Linked DNA regions of Pan troglodytes: region 1 is linked to region 2. Evidence: chromatin contacts called from public HiChIP or PLAC-seq data. All regions are on one chromosome and are shown on one strand. Each heading gives the region's core, a stretch centred on a gene start, on an enhancer-like site or on the middle of the called end of the contact. The rest is flanking DNA. Distances are from core to core; before and after follow the strand shown. Region 1 holds the start of GCH1 (GTP cyclohydrolase 1). Region 2 holds the start of SAMD4A (sterile alpha motif domain containing 4A).

Evidence for each region. HiChIP or PLAC-seq counts read pairs in DNA pulled down with a chosen protein or histone mark.
Region 1: a contact with region 2 is called in an H3K4me3 HiChIP or PLAC-seq map of stem cell-derived excitatory neurons, with 4 times the contacts expected there. The contact joins the promoter of GCH1 here to the promoter of SAMD4A in region 2. A contact is called at or near these places in 1 of 7 Hi-C or Micro-C datasets (stem cell-derived neural progenitor cells) and 1 of 1 datasets of contacts at active chromatin or transcription factors (stem cell-derived excitatory neurons).

What each region holds. Positions count from the first base shown.
Region 1 is chr15:52,895,633-52,899,766 of NHGRI_mPanTro3-v2.0_pri, forward strand. It overlaps GCH1 (GTP cyclohydrolase 1), which reads right to left and starts at 1,345. Exons shown (of 6, transcript XM_063792927.1): 1 at 751-1,345. The coding sequence starts at 1,093.
Region 2 is chr15:52,557,790-52,562,002 of NHGRI_mPanTro3-v2.0_pri, forward strand. It overlaps SAMD4A (sterile alpha motif domain containing 4A), which reads left to right and starts at 2,913. Exons shown (of 13, transcript XM_063792916.1): 1 at 2,913-3,004; 2 at 4,183-4,213.

The DNA of each region.
Region 1 (4,134 bases), core at 95-2,594, 340 kb after region 2:
AGTCCTGGAACCCACGGAGCCCTCCGAATCCCGGAGTAGCTTTACTGCTTTTTGCGGGGTTGGGGGTGGGGGGAGGAAACAGATTTCAGCAGCAAACTTACCCAATCAACCTCACACCTCAAACTCCGGGGAAGCCAGTGCCCAAAATTGTGCCGAATTTTGTAAATGTCCTGAACTGAAGTAAACTTGAGGTGGACAAAAAAAAAAGCACAACTCTAAGACTCCGATCCCCTGGCAAATCACTGGGAATGCAGGTCCCCGAGGTTTCGGGGAAGGATCGCGCCAAGGCTTCAATCCAGATACACACCCTGACAATGGGATCTCAATAAGGAACTACCTAGGAAGCCGTCGCCGCAGCAAGTGCCCAGGTGATCCTTATCGTGGGCAAGTTTGGAACCGCAGGTGCCCCGAGAATCCCGCGCTGGGCGCTCAGGGGAGAGGGCTCCGGGCTCCCGTCCACGCCCACCCGGGGCGTTCTAGGAGGGCTGCGCGCTGGGAGCGGGAAGGGCCCCTGGAAGGCGGCTGCAGCGAGTTCCGGGGCTGAGAGGTCGCTGCCACCCAGGAAGCCCCGACTGTGCCCCACGCAGGGCCTCGGCAGGGCGGCAGGCTAGGGCGGGTTCGGAGGTGACAGCGCCCGGCTCCCTGCGCCAAAAGTGAGGCAACTCCGGAAACTTCCTGGAGCCGGCGCGCGTTTCCTGCAAGCACCGCCCCCGCCGCCCGCACGCTCTAGCAGCCCGCGGGCGCACTGACCTGAGATGGTCTCCTGGTAGCCCTTGGTGAAGAACTGCATGGCCGAGGCCGCCCTCCAGGGCGTCTTGAGCAGCCCTTGCCGCTGGGGGTTCTCGCCCAGCGAGCTCAGGATGGACGAGTAGGCGGCTGCCAGGTTAGGGAGGTTCAGCTCGTTATCCTCCTCGCTGCGGGGCCGCTCGCCCTTCCAGCCGTCCGCGGGCTGCGCGCTCTTGGCCTCGGGCCGCGGGGGCTTCTCCGCCGGCCTGCTGGGCCCGGGCCGCGGCGGATCCCGCTCGGGGAACCCATTGCTGCACCTGGCGCCCCGCGGCTTCTCCGCCGGTGCCCGCACAGGGCCCTTCTCCATGGACCCGCCGCAGCCGCTGCCGTTCGGGAAGGACCCCGGGGCGCTTCGAGGTCTGCGGCTAAACTCCGCCGGTGGCCGCGGACAATGGGCTGTGGCCGGAGTCACCTGAGGAAGGTACGCGACCTGCTTAGATCACACTCCGAGCCGGGAGCGGCCACAGGCTGGAAAGCCCGGCCGCGCCTCCTTTTTATGGCCCGGCGGCTCAGCCTGCGCCGCGGAGCGCTCCCATTGGCCGGCCCCGCCTCGCGTCACGGCCCTCGCCGCGCCCCTCGGCCTCCCGCCCCAGGGGTCCCCAGCAGGGGTCGCGGCTCCGGAGACGCCCGGAGGGGTTCGCAAGCGCAGGGAGGGAAGGAAAAGGGCGCCGGCCCCTAGGATCCGGCGGGACCCCTCCACTTATTGCGGAATGAGCCGAACCCGAAAAGAGGCAGTCGTCCAGGAGCTGGGATCTCAGTGAGAAAGACGCGGTCTGGGCGCCCAGTCGCCCCCTCTTCAGGCCAAGAGGGCGCTGCATTGAAGGGCTCCGGTCCCCTCGCCCTGTGAAAGATCAGCAAACAGGTGGCCTTGCCTGGAGAGAGACCGAGTTAAGCCACCGATTAGGAACCAACTCTTAAGCTTTCAAGGCAAGAGAATAATGTGACTTCAGACTCTTGGGTTTAGTTAAAAACCCACCTGCCACCTAGGGGCCAGGTGGCACCGCTGTCGGGGCAAGTGTCACATCAAGTGGCCCTTATGTGGGTCCCTATGTCTAGAAGGATAGGATTTATGGTTGCTAGAACTTTGATCCTGGAAAAATTGATTTGCAAACGAAGATAGGACTTTCACTTAAAATCCATTTCCGTCGGTGGCTCACGCCTGTACTCCCGGCGCTTGGGGAGACCGAGGCGGGAGGATCGCTTGAGGCCAGGAATTCGAGACCAGCCTGGAAAACATAGCAAGACCTCATCTCTATAAAACCCATTGCATTTTCTAGAAACGCAGTTGTGCAGATTTGGTGCTCAATTGTTTTACAGTTCCATGCAAAGCGTCTTTCCCCAGATGTTGGTACAAATTGTGAAATGCTATTCACCAACTGAACTCTTAACCAGTGACATCTGCTGTAACTGTTTTCTTTGAGATTAAAAAATGGACCTTTTTCCTCACTTGAGGGATTATCTCATAATGCCGAAGGTGAGCTTTAAAACATGTATCAAAATAATATTTTTTTCTTTTTCTTTTTTTTTTTTTTTTTTTGAGGCTCACTTCATCCTCCGCCTCCTGGGTTCAAACGATTCTCCTGCCTCAGCCTCCTGAGTAGCTGGTATTACAGGCACATGCCACCACATGAGGCTGATTTTTGTATTTTTAGTAGAGATGGGGTTTCACCATGTTGGCCAGGTTGGTCTTGAACTCCTGACCTCAGGTGATCCAACCGCCTCGGCCTCCCAAAGTGCTAGGATTACAGGCATGAGCCACCTCGCCCGGCCATTAATATTTTATTTGTTTCAGAGTTTTGTTTTTTTGTTTGTTTTTTTCTTTTTTTGAGATGGAGTTTTGCTCTTGTTGCCCAGGCTGGAGTGCAATGGTGCGATCTTGGCTCACCGCAACCTCCGCCTGCCGGGTTCAAGCTTTTCTCCTGCCTCAGCCTCCCAAGTTACTGGGATTACAGGTGCCTGCCACCATGCCCGGCTAATTTTTTTGTATTTTTTGTAGAGACAGGGTTTCACCATGTTGGCCAGGTTGGTCTGGAACTCCTGATCTCAGGTGATTCACCTGCCTCAGCCTCCCAAAGTGCTGGGATTATAGGCGTGAGCCACCGCGCCTGGCCTGTTTTGGAGTCTAATGTTGATTTTCTTTTTCTTTCTTTCTTTCTTTTTTTTTTGAGATGGAGTTTCGCTCTTGTAACCCAGGCTGGAGTGCAGTGGCACGATCTTGGCTCACTGCAACCTCTGCCTCCCAGGTTCAAGCGATTCTCCTGCCTCAGCCTCCCGAGTAGCTGGGATTACAGGCACCTGCCACCATGCCCGGCTAATTTTTTGTATTTTTAGGAGAGGTGGGGTTTTGCCATGTTGGCCAGGCTGGTCTCGAACTCCTGACCTCAGGTGATCCACCTGCCTCGGCCTCCCAAAGTGCTGGGATTACAGGTGTGAGCCACCATGCCTGGCCTAATTTAGATTTTCTGACATAGAAGCAGGTATTAATAGGCTTAGGATCAAACAAACCAATAGGGAAGCCTGTGGAATTATTCTATGCTAACAATGTAGCTTGGTCATTATAATAAGTAATTAGTATTTATGATACATCTGCTCTAGGCGCAGCCCCGTTGGAAACATTCAGGAAAGAAATATGGACATTGCCTAGCCTTGTAGGCACCTTTACTCCAAAATGGAAGAAATGTTCATATCAGTGGGGTTATTTATTTATTTATTTATTTTTAAATTTTAATCTATTTATTTAAGAGCGGGTTATGAGACTGGCTAATTTTTGTATTTTTGGTAGAGATAAGGTTTCACCATGTTGCCAAAGCTGGTCTTGAACTCCAGGGCTCAGGATTATAGGCCTGAGCCACCGTACCTGGCCCAGTGGGGTTTTTAAATAGAGAATATGAACATCCTTTGGAAAACCTCTTTGTCATTTTCCTCTTTATTAAAATTTTTAAATTTTTTATTGTAGGTTTTTATTGGGAGTGGGGCCCTGCAACATTTTTTTCCTCTAACTGTGCTGCCCACTGTCTGCTGATACCTCCTGGTCAGAATTATCTGCTGGGTCTCAAGCTATTTCAAGCATAGTTGAAGACAACATTCAAAGGATAACCTTGCATTTAACAAATGAAAACAAAGATTCTAAGTGAGGTACTTTAAAAATGGAGAGAGTAGATAGAGATGCTTTCAGTACGAACTTATTTTTAGTGGCAATCTTTTGTCTTCCTTTAAAAACATGTGTAAAGATTAACTAATATTGTATTCCACAAAGACAGTTTCTAATGAAATTTTTACCCTAAAAATTAACATTTTCTTACACATATTGCCACTGAGGCACCTGCACCTTTGTTGCAGGACAGGGCC
Region 2 (4,213 bases), core at 1,663-4,162:
TCTAATGCATTTCTTTTGTTTTAGATTATTCTAGAAGAAATATAAATTTAAAATAAACATGAAATCTTTGGGATTTCTTATTTATGCAAATAATACCCAGACATCCTCTTAAACAGTGATTTATAAATATGTCAATGATTTATCTAGAATTAGTAATCTTTCGAACATCTGAACATTTTAATTATTTGATCAAAAGTATTATTCACTCAGAAAACAATTTCTTCCCTTCCCAGATTCTAAGGAGGAGAAAAGCAAAATAATGTTGGGAATGTTAATTCATGATAATCTGATCTGTGTTTTATTCAATATAAAGTATCTCTTGGTTAGTACCCCATCGTGTATTCAGTGCCTGTACGTGGTACTCAGAATACTCAGAGTACTTATTGCCTAACCCAGTGCCTGGCACAAGGTGACACAATAAGTATTTTTCAAATGAATAAATAGGAATACAGTGAACACAGACATAGTAATATCTCTTCTAATGAAAGGATATTTTCATTCATTTTTCAAGTGATGTGACTATATAGTAAGTGTTAGGCACTTCTTATTTATCAATAATACTGGGTCCAGGTTGACATAGGAAAAATCCACACTTAATACAATACCTTATATTTAATGAATGTATTTTTTTTTTCCTTTAGAGTGATGACTTCACTCTGGGGAAGAGTGAGGCCACATCCCTGGGTTTTATTTATACTCCCTTTCCTTTGCCCAGAGGAAAGGAATTGTTAACACACAAATACAAGAGTACTGACAGCTCATGTCATGCTCAACTTTATATGTCTTAGAGTGTCCTGAACAGTAAGAATTCAAAAATTAGATAAATCAATGTCTTTTCCTAGGTCAAAGACTGGTGTAAGAACTACACTCTTCCAGTAGATGGCAGTATTTTCATTCACCAGCTTAAGTTTTTTTTTTGTTTGTTTTTTTGGTTTGTTTTGTTTTTAGTTTTACTATACCTTTAGTAAACTGCAGGTGAAAATACATGTTAATGAAATTTCTGGTTTTTTAACTTTCTTTTAAAAAAAATTCACTCTTGGGAGCTTCCAAAAGCCCTAGAACATCTGCTTTGCCTACAATTTATAGCAAGGTATATACCGAAGTAGACCATACTCTCTAATCCTCCCTATTTCCTGATATAAGTTATTACTAAGAATTAGCTAATTGATAGTAATCTCTTGGAGAAAATCTATCAAGCCTTTCTGCCTCTACAGTAACAAAACAAAACAAAAATAAAACACTGACTCCAGGTTTCCTGTTTTCTAAATAGGGCAAAATATTCATTAAATTAAGCGGATACCTTACCTGTCTGGTTAATAATTAACTTTTAAAAAATCCACATTTTTGCAGCTCGACCTCAACAAGACCTTTCAAAAACCCTAACAGATGGTTAGGTGCTATCACGTGTCTGAAACGAACTATACGCTGCAGAAACTAAATTTGAGGAGGAAGGGAAGAAAGCATTGAAATTCCAGGGACATATGCTGGAGTTGGAAAACAAAAGTGTTAATTAGTGGAATAATATCTCAGATACTTTCTCTTCAAAACAGTGGATTAGCAGGAGTAGGAAAGGCTGGGTCTGAAACACGCGTTTCACTGCCTTCTCAGAATTACTCCCGTATAAACAAAGCCTCAAGTTGCTGGAGGGAGCAGTGTTTCCTCTGAAATCACGGAGATAGCCCAGATTTAGTCATCCAGTCCTCCTTGCGAATATTCAACCCATATCAGGAGGTACAGAGGTTTTTAGGGTTTAGGGTATTTTTAACCAAACCTTTACTTTCAAGACTAGCAGAGGCACTTTCGCAGCCCACCCTGCGCCACTCAGCCTCTGCGCTGCGCCCTCCTCGCCTCTCGCGCGGCAAGGACCTGAAGCCCCCGTGTGGCCGCGGCCCTGCGCACTCTCCAGATCCAGGTGAAGGTTGCGAGGCCTGGCGACGCCTGAGCGCCGACAGGTGGCCTCGCCCCGCCTCTTTGTCGCCCAGGGCGGCGCTCGCCTCCGCTCCAGGCCAGAAGCCGCAGCCCGCGCGCCAGGCACAGCTCCCCCGACCGGTCTCAGGAGTTCGGCCACTTCCCCGGGGAAGAGCGGGACTCAGCCAGGCGCCGGGCCGGCCTCTAGGAGCCTGCGCCAGAGCAAAGGGCATCCGGCACCCGACCCGGGCCAGGCCCTTGGACTAGAGCGGCACGGAGCGTAGCGCCTGGGCACGTCCAACCCTGTGCACTGCCCCTCAGCCTCGTGAGCCCTTCGCCTCCACGACCCCCGGAACCCATCCCAGCAAGTGCGGCAGTGACCTCGGGTCTCACCGCCCGGGGGCCAAACAGCTCGGCCACCCCGGGGCCCCAGAAGGGCCGAGGGTCAGCCGAGCGGACGAACCACATTCCCAAGGACAAGCAGCGGGTGGCAGCACCGCCCCCGCCCGAGCGCCCTCGGGTCCCTTTCTGCCGGGGCTCCAGTGGCTTGAGTGTCCCGGCCCCTCCAGAACACGCAGGCGGCCGCAGGAAGAAATTCACCCGGACCCGTCCTTTTCCCCGAACTTCTTCGTTCCTCTCGGAGGTTCCTTCTACCCGACCCCTCTGCGCCACCAGCTCCTCCCACTCCGCTCCCCTCCCCTTTTTCTGGTCCCCACTTAGGAATCCGTCCCCCCGCCCTGCTCCGGGTCCGGGGTTCCTCCCCCCCAGTTCCCCCCGCGTGCCGTCGCCGCCGCCCGGGTTCCTCTCCCCCCGCTCGGGCGCTCCCTGCCAAGCCCATGATGTAATGGTGTATGTTAATCAGTAGCATGTGGGGAGCTCCGGCTCGGGCGGCTCAGTCCTCCGCGAGCCGACACTGGAGGCAGCAGCAGCGGCGGCTGCAGCGGCCCCGACTCGAAGCACCGCACTCTCCCCGCGCCGCCCGCCCCGACGGCATGGCCCGCGGCCGGCGCTCCGGGCGCCCCCAACCCCGCTGAGAGCCGCCGCGGCCCCGGACCCGCGCAAGGGCCCCCGAGCCGCCGGGATGAGCCGCGCCGAGGTGAGAGCTCCCTCCCTACGGCCCTCGGCGGGGGACCCGCGGGTCACTGGGGTCCCCTCCCCGGGGGCTTCCCCCTCCGTCCGAGAAGTTCTGGGAGCCGGAAGCAGCGTGTTGTTGGAAGCTAGCGGCTCCTTGAAGGCTGAGTCGCTGGGTTCTCCTCCCCGCCGGCGGCGGCCACGAGAACCGGGATGGGACTGGGGGAACCCCCGCAGCCGAACTTTCTTTGCTGTCGTTGGGGGGCGTGTGCCTGCGGCGCCGATCCGCATTCCCCGCGGGGCCGCCCCGCCGGCCGAAGGGAGCAGCGCTGCGGACCCTGGCCGTCCCCGCGCGGGGCGTGTGCCCAGCGCTGTGCCGCCCTCGGCCTGCGACGCGCGGGCGAGGCTCCGGGCTGGACAGACCCGCCCGTAGGCGGCGGCGGCGGCAGGATGCCTGCCACACACGCGCGCACACACACACGCACACGCGCGCGCACAGTGACCGCTCCGGCCGGAGCAGGCCCAGGGAGACCTCCCGGGTGGGCTGGCGCGGCGCGGCGCGGGGGAGCCGGGGCTCTGGGTTGCGCCGCCGCCCGCTGGGCGCGGAGCTTTGGGTGGAGAGAGTTTATTTTTGTCTCGAGCTGCTGCCGCGGCTGCTCACGGCCTAAATCCAGAGGGGCGCCTGGCGGTGGAGATGCTGGCTGTTGCTGTAGATGGAGCTGCAGCCGCTCGGCTGCTTCTCTGGGAGGAGGAGGAGGAGTAAGAGGAGGAGGAAGGAACTCGGGCTGCCGCTGCCTCCGCCTCTGCTTTGCATTAGCTCCCACCCCCACCCCCGCGCCCCTTCGCAGCCGCATTGCAAGTTTTCTGCGCGGGGAAGATCTGTTGCTGGTGCTGGCGTTCTTAGGCACGGCGCCCGAGGCCACCCCAGGCGGGCCGTGAGGGGAGCACCAGCCGCTGGCAGCGGCAGCAACAGGAAGCCGCGGGGTCTCCTCCCGCACCTGGGAAGCAGGCTTCTCGCTGTTATCCGGTGGGCAATAGCCCATCTCCCGCATCGGGTGCGGAGGGGGCGGCTGGATTTCGGCGAACCCAACCTTCCGCGGGACGCCCCCTCCCCTGGCCCCAGCACCCTCTGATGCCCTCGTCCCCCCAGGGCGCGCTCCTCCGCTAGCCGAGGTCTCACTGCAGCTCTTTCTCTCCTTCCAGTGGTGATCGCCGCTCGGGAATGCGGGCGTGA